Regions from separate parts of the Anas platyrhynchos genome. Here region 2 is linked to region 1. A link is a contact called in public Hi-C data. All regions are on one chromosome and are shown on one strand. The core of a region is the stretch at or near the end of the contact, and the rest is flanking DNA. Distances in the headings are between cores, read along the strand shown. Region 1 overlaps LOC140002746 (a long non-coding RNA gene). Region 2 holds the start of SEMA4G (semaphorin 4G).

Evidence for each region. Hi-C and Micro-C count contacts between places; a contact is called where the count stands out from the background.
Region 2: a contact with region 1 is called in a Hi-C map of liver, with 2.5 times the contacts expected there. The contact joins the promoter of SEMA4G here to the enhancer-like site in region 1. A contact is called at or near these places in 3 of 8 Hi-C or Micro-C datasets (liver, skeletal muscle and subcutaneous adipose tissue).

Annotation. Positions count from the first base shown.
Region 1 is chr6:27,640,701-27,644,726 of IASCAAS_PekinDuck_T2T, forward strand. It overlaps LOC140002746 (a long non-coding RNA gene), which reads right to left. Exons shown (of 4, transcript XR_011810092.1): 3 at 3,088-3,117; 4 at 1-2,190. Among named protein-coding and RNA genes, the nearest start is that of TLX1, 14 kb to the right of the region's middle. Within about 2 kb of position 2,116, at least 2 of the 8 cell types and tissues checked have an H3K27ac peak or open chromatin away from gene starts, as enhancers often do.
Region 2 is chr6:27,717,612-27,721,637 of IASCAAS_PekinDuck_T2T, forward strand. It overlaps SEMA4G (semaphorin 4G), which reads right to left and starts at 2,035. Exons shown (of 15, transcript XM_072039731.1): 1 at 1,902-2,035. It overlaps LOC140002833, which reads right to left and starts at 683. Exons shown (of 3, transcript XM_072040225.1): 1 at 668-683. The coding sequence starts at 683.

The sequences.
Region 1 (4,026 bases), core at 866-3,365:
CGAATTGTCTGCATTTCTTCCCTTTTTCTTTCCTTTTTTTTTTTTTTTTTTTTTTTTTTCCACCAAAGTTTTCTTTCTTTCACTAAGGAGATGTGAGCTGCATCCAGACTGCACCTCCCCATTTTCCTCCTCAAAATAATAATAGCCTCATTTGCTAAAGGCACTATTAGGGTATTAAGTGAAAATGAATTAAGTTTAATTCAATTGTTATTTTAGGAGCTTTGCCTCGTCAGGGTTTTGCAGAGCTTCATTCTTCCACTCGCTGGAGACCGGCTTTAACACGCCCCTGCTGAGTTGTTGCTGCAAGCCACAAACCCATCACGCTGGGAGTTTTACTTAATGCTAAGGGTTGGATTTTATTTTGCTTAATGTCAGAGTCTGCCTGCCACACTGCTGGGGGAGAGGAGGGAGCCACAGACCGGTTAGCTCGAGTCCATCACGATCAGCTTAGAAATGCAAGTGGCTGTCGGGCTGGCCATGGCTTAAGCAAAATTTGAGCACTTTTTTTCACCACATCACTGCCCCCCTGTTCCAGGAAGGCTTTACCACCTCCTGCATTGGGTCTCATCGCCAACTCGGTCTGGATGTTCTCCCTCTGCAGCAGCACGGCCTTGAGGAGAGGGCTGCTGGAAGGAAATTCCTCCTGGAGAGAGCCGTGGGCTCACAGTGGGGACACAGGCTGGGACGTTTGCTGATGGTTTCCAGCAGCAAAAATGCCAACAAACCCCTTGGGGATCACCAGGATCTGCCCTGGTTAGGAGCCGTGCCCAGCTCTACCAGGCCAAAGAGAAAATTTGAGAGAGGAAGGAAGAGAAAAAGTAGGGGCAGAGGGACACGGCCTTCCTTGGGATGCATGTCCATGCCTTTGCAGGCTACTGGATGCCCATAAACCTACGGGCTTGGCTAGGGCATTTGAAGAAAATTCACATTGCTGCACAGAGCAGGGAGATAAGGGAGAATGTGACCCAGCAGGGTGAGGGGCTCACATCCCCCCCAAAGCCATCAAAAGCCCATTTCAGACAAGCCATTGGCTCCCCATAACTTGCAGATTTGAGCCACGACAGCCATAATGTCCATCCAGCATTCCCTCACCAGTTCCTACGGCAGAGGGAGAAGGAAGGACAAGACCTCAAAGATAAACACCCACCCTCGGTGCTGGGACAGTTCGGGGCCAGGAGGAAGCAGCACGGGGAGCAGGGCTCTCTCAGCCCCTAACCTTGCTCAGAGCCAGCGCCTAGGATTTATGGAAGGAAAGCTTGGCAGTGACCTCTGCTCCGCTCCAGCTCTGAGCGTGGACTCGGATGGCATTACAGCGTGATGTACGGCCAGCGGCTCTGCCGGGCAGTCTCTTGTGAGCGATGGCTTGCGATATTTCTGGAGTTTATACCTAGCTCTCCAGCTCGACGGGCTCTCTGGATATGATTTGTGCTGTATGTAGCTCTATAAATATTGAGCTCAGAGCATTATATATGGCGACAGCCCTACAGCACTCCGGGTGATATATCCCCGCGTTTGCAGTTGTAGGCGAATAATTTTAGTTTGAGTGGTGTGGCAATGAGAACAAGGAGGAAGTAAAATAAAAGGGTAATTCAAGACCAAGCGGACAGCAGGGAGCGTGCGTGAGATTCAGCTTATCATTCAAAGCCAAGCCTTTCCCACCAAATCATTCAGGAAATTGATGGCCGGAGTCATTTCCCAAATTAGTTACCTTATCCATGTGTGCTGCTGTCTGCAAAACAAAGAGATGGCATCGAGCCCCCCCGCCCTGGGCTTTTGAGGCAGAAGAGGGGAGGCACAGTATGAGGATGGGGAGGAGCAGGTGCCTCTTCTCCCCCAGTCCCATTTCTCCCTCCAGCCAGGAGATGAGCAAAGGGGCACCAGAGATTTCAGAGGGTCCTCGGGGCCATCCCCCGAGCAGGATGCGTGAATGGCCAAATGCCCATCTCCAGGGGAAAGTGGAGGGCAGATTCACGCCGTGCCCAGCTCCCTGCGATGCTCCGAGGTACGCAGGTGCTGGTGTCCATGCCGGGCTGGCAGGCTCACCCACCTCAGCTCAGACTGGGCAAGTGAATCATTTCCATCCTGGCGTCAGCTCAGCGCTTTCACGGAAAGGGCATTTACGTCCGTGGGTGCTGAGGGCACGGCCAGGTGAATCATTGCTGTCCCTTAGAGAGAAGTCCAAGGCAGAGCCTGTAATTAATCATAAATTGTGAAATAGGTGAGTGAACAAGCTCCCAAAGAATGTGATTACAAGGAGGAGAAGGAAAAGGACGTGATGGACTGAGGCCAGCACGCTCTGTAACAACCACCAGTCTGTACCAGTGCGCTTCCTGGTGCCTCATTCACAGGACCCACACAAGCACCCACCCAGCACCACGCAAGGACAGAGTCTGACCGGAGCACCCAGTGGTGCAGGAAGCAGGAGAGAGCACTTAAAAGGATCCGTTGTGGTTTGCTCTGGTTCTGCAGAGAAATGGAAGGTTAAAGGAGAGTAAGAGCTCTGCAGCACTGTGTCAGGGCAAGGACTGCAGCTATTTGCCACGGCAGCTATTGCAGGCACAAAGGATGCACGAATTGATCCAGTCCCTTCCTCCAGAAAAGATTTAAGCTACATGGGAAAAAAATAGTTCCAGTGGAAACTGCTTCTTTAACCTTGAAAAGACAAAAGGTTCAGTGAGACAAAATCTGGGGCTGAAGTTGCAGTAATTAACATGGCAGAAGCCTTGTAGGGCTGGGATGGAGCAACAGGTTCCCCATGCCTGCACTGCTAGTATTACCCTGAGTGTCTGTAGAAGCCACCCCTTAGCTGGCCCAACTGGCTCCCACTGCCCCTGCACGCTCACCTGGCCCCTAAAATGGCCCTTTTCACCCCAAAATTGAGGAAGGGGCTTTGTGGGGCAACACCGGCAGGGCTACCTGTGGGGGACACAGTAGCAGGTGCTGCAAGCCCCAGCTACCAACGTATAATCACAGGAACCTGCTGGCTCCAAGGCAGCTGTATTTGGTCAAAACTGGGCCAGAGGAGACAAAAAAAAAAAATAAAATAAAAAAATTAGGTGAGGATGACAGACACATACACAGACTCACCTCAAAAGCCTTGCTTTTCTGGAAACCAGGCTGAGAAGAGGAAACAAAGAAGAGAAACTTCACAGCTGGTAGAGCATCCAGGGGATGTTGTTCCCAAATTTCAGCACATCATTTTAGCTCACATTTTGGCCTCTGCCCTCTGGGCACCATTTCACTACTAAATGCACCGTGGAATAAATACCAAGCGATGGCGGAGCACAAATAATCCCTTCTCAGAGAGAATTACTTTTCTGGCGAATTCTGGGGAATAAATGCGGCTTTAAAAAGCAATAACTGGTTAAACAGATACTCGCACACAAGCAGACCCCATTAAAGTCATTTGATACGAGCCAGGGAAAACCACCTCTAAATCACATAATTATTTTAAGAGACGAAGGCGCATTTGTTTAAACTGGTCCCAATCACCTTTGGGGAGGGAGGAGAGAGGGGGCTCGCGTCTGCACCATTAAATGCTTTGATTCCCTGCAGCTCAAAGCCCAGGCTCTTATTTTAACAGCACTAAACATATAAATAGGTGATAATAAAACCCAGGTGATTTCCTCCAGCCTTATTGACTTCCTGCGCCGCGAATAAGAATAAAAAAAATAAATAAACAAGGAAGGGATGAGTTCCTTTTTAAATTATTTTTATTTATCTCTCGGGTTTCTATTTCTCCCTAATGGAAGGAAGGAGCTGCTGGGTGCAGTGCCCCCCCCAAGCAGCAGCCGAGCTCCCTGCAGCCCCTAGAGGGAGCCCGGCCCCCGCGTTTGGCTCCTGTTTGGGGTCCTTAAAATAAAGGGGAATGGTGGGGGGCTCGCTGGGATTAAATATCGGGGCACAAGGGAGGAAGGATGCTGGGCTCAGAGCCGTGCAAGGCAGCACCTGCAGCACCGCCAGGTGATAGCCCCCATCCCTGCCACCCCACCACTTGTAGGGAGGGGAGCTCTGCTCCCCCCATCC
Region 2 (4,026 bases), core at 785-3,284, 77 kb after region 1:
GCTTCTGACCGCAAGCCCGGCCCTCTCCCGTTTTATTTATCCCAAAGATAAACTGTTTTTCTCTTCTCCTCTTCCCGAACGTCCAGCAAAACCAGATGACAGCAGCGTTTTTGTCGGTCCCAGCTTAACCCGACCTCATCTTGTTTGCTTGGGTTGCCCTCCGAGGAAGCTTCAGCTTCGGGGTCAGAGCGGAGCCGAGGACCTTTTTAACTCCGGGTCCAAAGCCCACACTCGGAGCCCTGAGCTTTTTCCCTCGGCCTTTCCCGGAGTGGTTTGCGTGCAGCCAGCCCCGGCGTGGATTTGCATGGGCTCGGCAGCAGGAAGAGGGGAGAAACTCCCAGTCCCAGCAGGATTTGGGACAGCCTCATTCTCCAAGCATCAGCCTTTAAGACCCCAAAACCCTCCTCCTGCTGCCCCCCAGCTGGTTCAACCCATCCAGGAAACATCCCAAGGCACCAGGACCCCTGGGGACCCCCCAGCAGAGCCCCGCAGCCTCTCACCCCCCCCAGCTCCCCAGCAAGCCCCGTCACGACGCCGTGCCAAGCCCAGGGGGGGTTGGAAATCCCCAGCCCCCCGGGTGCCGGCCGTGCACGCTGCCGTGGGCAGCCCCGCCGAGCACACCTGGCTGCTCTCGGCCTGAATTCGCTGCCAGCTTTGCCCAACAAACCTCCCGGCTCCGGCATTCCTGGCGGGGAAAGCAGGGAAAGGTTCACGTGGATGTTGGTTGGGAAAAAAAGGGGAGGGGGGGGGGGGAAGAAAAAGCCTGACGCCACAAAGCCCTGGCTTGCAGGAACCGAAAGGGTTGCGTCGGGTTTGTCGGGTTTCATTTTCCTTGTTGCTTTTTTTTTTTTTCCCCCTCGGGTTGCAACACAAACCCAAAGCCAAGATAGAGATCAGGGCAGCGGGGGGCAGCTCTCCGCCCCGCAGCCCTCTGGGCACCTCCGGCCCGGCCAAGGCCACGTCCCGGGGGACCAAAAGGGGGACGGGGTCCGGGTAGGGGCTGAGCAGGGGGAGCACGGCCAGACCCTACCCAGCCGGAGAGGGGAGAAGCAGCAGGAGCCCACGGCGGCAGCACAAGTAGCACAAACCCCGGCAGCGCTATTATTAATAATTTCCCAGCCTCTGGGGGGAAGCTGCGCTCCTCATCCATTTTGGGCAGCCTCTTTGTCTTCCCGGAGGATTTTTCTTGGCACCACCAGAGCCCTCTCACGGTGTGTCCCCCCCCCCTTCCCAAATCGAGCCCCACTATGTCAAGGCCATGTGTGCGCTGCCAGACAGAGCCCAGACCCCAATCCCGGCTGCACGGCGGGTCCCTCCTGCCCCCAGGTCTGCACAGCCCCGACCCCACAGCCCCCCGCAGCCCACGGGAGGGTTGCACGGCTCTGCTGGGGCCCCCGATAGCTCCCGGCCCCCCCAGCACAGCCGTGACCCCAAGCTTGCTGCTGTGGGGGGCTGCACCAACCCCCCCCAGCTGTGCCCTGCCTGCTGCAGCCCCAACCTGCATCACCTCACCCCTTCTTGTCCCTACCCAGGTCCCCCAAATTGTCCCCAAAACCGGGCACCAGCACCTACACCACCCCCACGCATCCCTCCCTGCTTTCAGCCCTCGTCTCCCCAAACCCCCACCTGCACCAACCCCCCCCCCTTTCTCCCCTCTCCCCATGGCTCTGCTGCGGCTCCCCCAAACCCCCACCCCCTCTGTGGGGCGCCCCACAACCCCCCAAACCCTCCCCTCCCTCCCCCAAACAGCTCCCAGCCCCCTCCTCCTCCCTCAGCACCCTACCCACGGGCGCAACCCCCAGCCCTCCCGCTGCCGGCCGCGCCCCCAGCCCCCCAAAAATCCTTCTTCCCCCACACTCCCCACATGCGGGCCAACCCGACCTTGCCCCCTTTTCACTCGCCTGCGGCTCGGCACGGCTCCTCTCGGCTCCTTTCGGCTCGGGGCGAGCCGCCCGGCGCAGGTCGCTGCGCGCAGCCCCGCCGTGGGCCGTGCCGAGCCGCCCCGCGCCGCCCTCTGCCGGTTGCGCGCAGCCCCGCCGGTACCGGGCCGGGTGTGTGTGGGGTGGGAGCGGCACCGGGGGCTCTGCCCCCCTCCAAAAACCCTAAACGAGAGGCCCCAGGACCGTCCCTGCTTCGTGTCACCCCCCCCTCGAGGTTGCCGTGTCTGGGCAGCGCGCCCGGCGTGGCGCGGAGAGGGGCAAAGTCTCCCAAAGCGTGCGCCCAGGGGGGGACGTGGCCTTGGGGGCAGCGGAGAGGGGGGTTTGGGGATTGGGGTGGCCCCCCGGTGGGCTTGGGGTGGGGTTTTGGGGGCTGGGGGGTTCGCCGGAGGGGTGCTGAGCCCCTTGGGGTGTCCTGGTGTTGTGGGTGCGTGGCACGGTGCCACCTTGTGCCGTGCCACCGTGCCCCACCGTGTCACACCGTGCCCCCCCCTACAGCCTGTTTTCACCCAACAGGAGCTCTTTTTGGGGCTGGGTAACCCCAAGGAGGCCCCACACGGAGCCTTGGTGTCCTGGGTGGCTTCTGCAGCTCCTCCCGTGGCTGTGCCGTGTTTGCCAAGCCGTACAGCACCTGGTGCCGGCACGCTGCCAGCGGGCACCGCTCGGCCCCTCCTCTCCACGCCAACCCCATAGGAAAGGGGGTAAAGAGTCCGTGTGTGTCCCCCCCCCCTTAGCCCTGCGCCCCACAGCCGGGCTGGGTGCCAGGTGGGAGGTGCTGGAGAGCGATTTTTGGAGGATGGCTCCGGGATGAGGGTCAGCCCGCATGGAAACTGCTCCTCACCACCTGGATGTGGGAAATTTGGGGGGGGCAGAGCCAAAATAAAACCTCCGGGGGCTCCTGCGGGCACCATGCCTGCCCCCATGGCTCTTGTTCCCATCACAAACTCTCAACCTGCACTCCTGGGGCCCTACAAGCAGAGGGGAGACCCTAATCACCTCCTCCTGTGCTGTTGGCCTCCCTCCTGCCACGCCTGCACGCTCCAGCAGCTAATTGCCATTTCCTCCTGTCCCTGAGCAAAACCCAAGCGGCTCCACGCCTCGCCTCCCACCCCACAGAAATCCGTGGGCTGTGCTCTCCCCGACCTCCCGTGGGAAGCGAGCAGGGCCCTGCTTTCTAGGGCTCTCAGCAGGGTGCACACCGGAGGCTTTCCCCCAAAAAAGGCACCCCAAAAAAAGGCACAGAGGGGACGCTGCCTGCGTGCCTGCTGTCCTGGGAGAGGGCAGGCAGGTCTGGCCCGTCCCGTCCCATCTCATCCCATCCCATCCCGTCCTGCAGCCCGGCTCCTTGCCCACCCACGTGGCTACAAGCCCAAATTGGGGTTGCGCTAGCTCCCGGCCTCGCAGCGGGGTAATTAGTGCATGAGCAAGGCGCGAGCTGAGCCCGGCGCGCTCGGCGCTGCGTAGTTACAGGCCCGAGCTTGCGAGGCTTTAATTAATTAACGCGACTCATCGGCAGCTGGAAGGAGATCTATTTCCAGAGCCCTCCGCTCGCTCTGCTGCCCCCGTGAGATCCTCCGAAGGAATTTAGGGCCCCGCTGGCGCCCTTGCCTTCTTCTCACGGCTTCCCGGGGGCCTCAGCGGGGTCCCAGCAGCCGGGAGCCGAAGCCAGCCCGGCCCCGTGGGGCAGCAGAGGAGCCGCCGTGGTGCCCTGCCCAGCCCGGCTGCTCGTTAATAGGGCTTTGCTCTCGTTCCCAAAACCGGGCTGGTTCCCACCGTGCCTGCCCACAGCCCGCTTCACCCCTCTGATGCCCAGCCAGCAGCAGTGAACCCCAAATTCCGCCCACGCATCCCCCCCCTAGGTGACCGGTACCTCTAAGACAGCCCCAGCGCCTCGATGCCTTGCAGCTGGGCTCTCCCCATCACACGCACGGAGCCCCAAATTCGCCTCCTTTGGCCCCAAACCCGCCTCGCCCTCGCCCCGAGCGGGAGCAGAAGACACAACCCCCAGCCTGGGGATTTGGCTGGCTGCCGCCGCGAGTTACAAAACCTCCTCGCTCGGGGATTTATGAAACCCGCAAAGCCCCGCGCT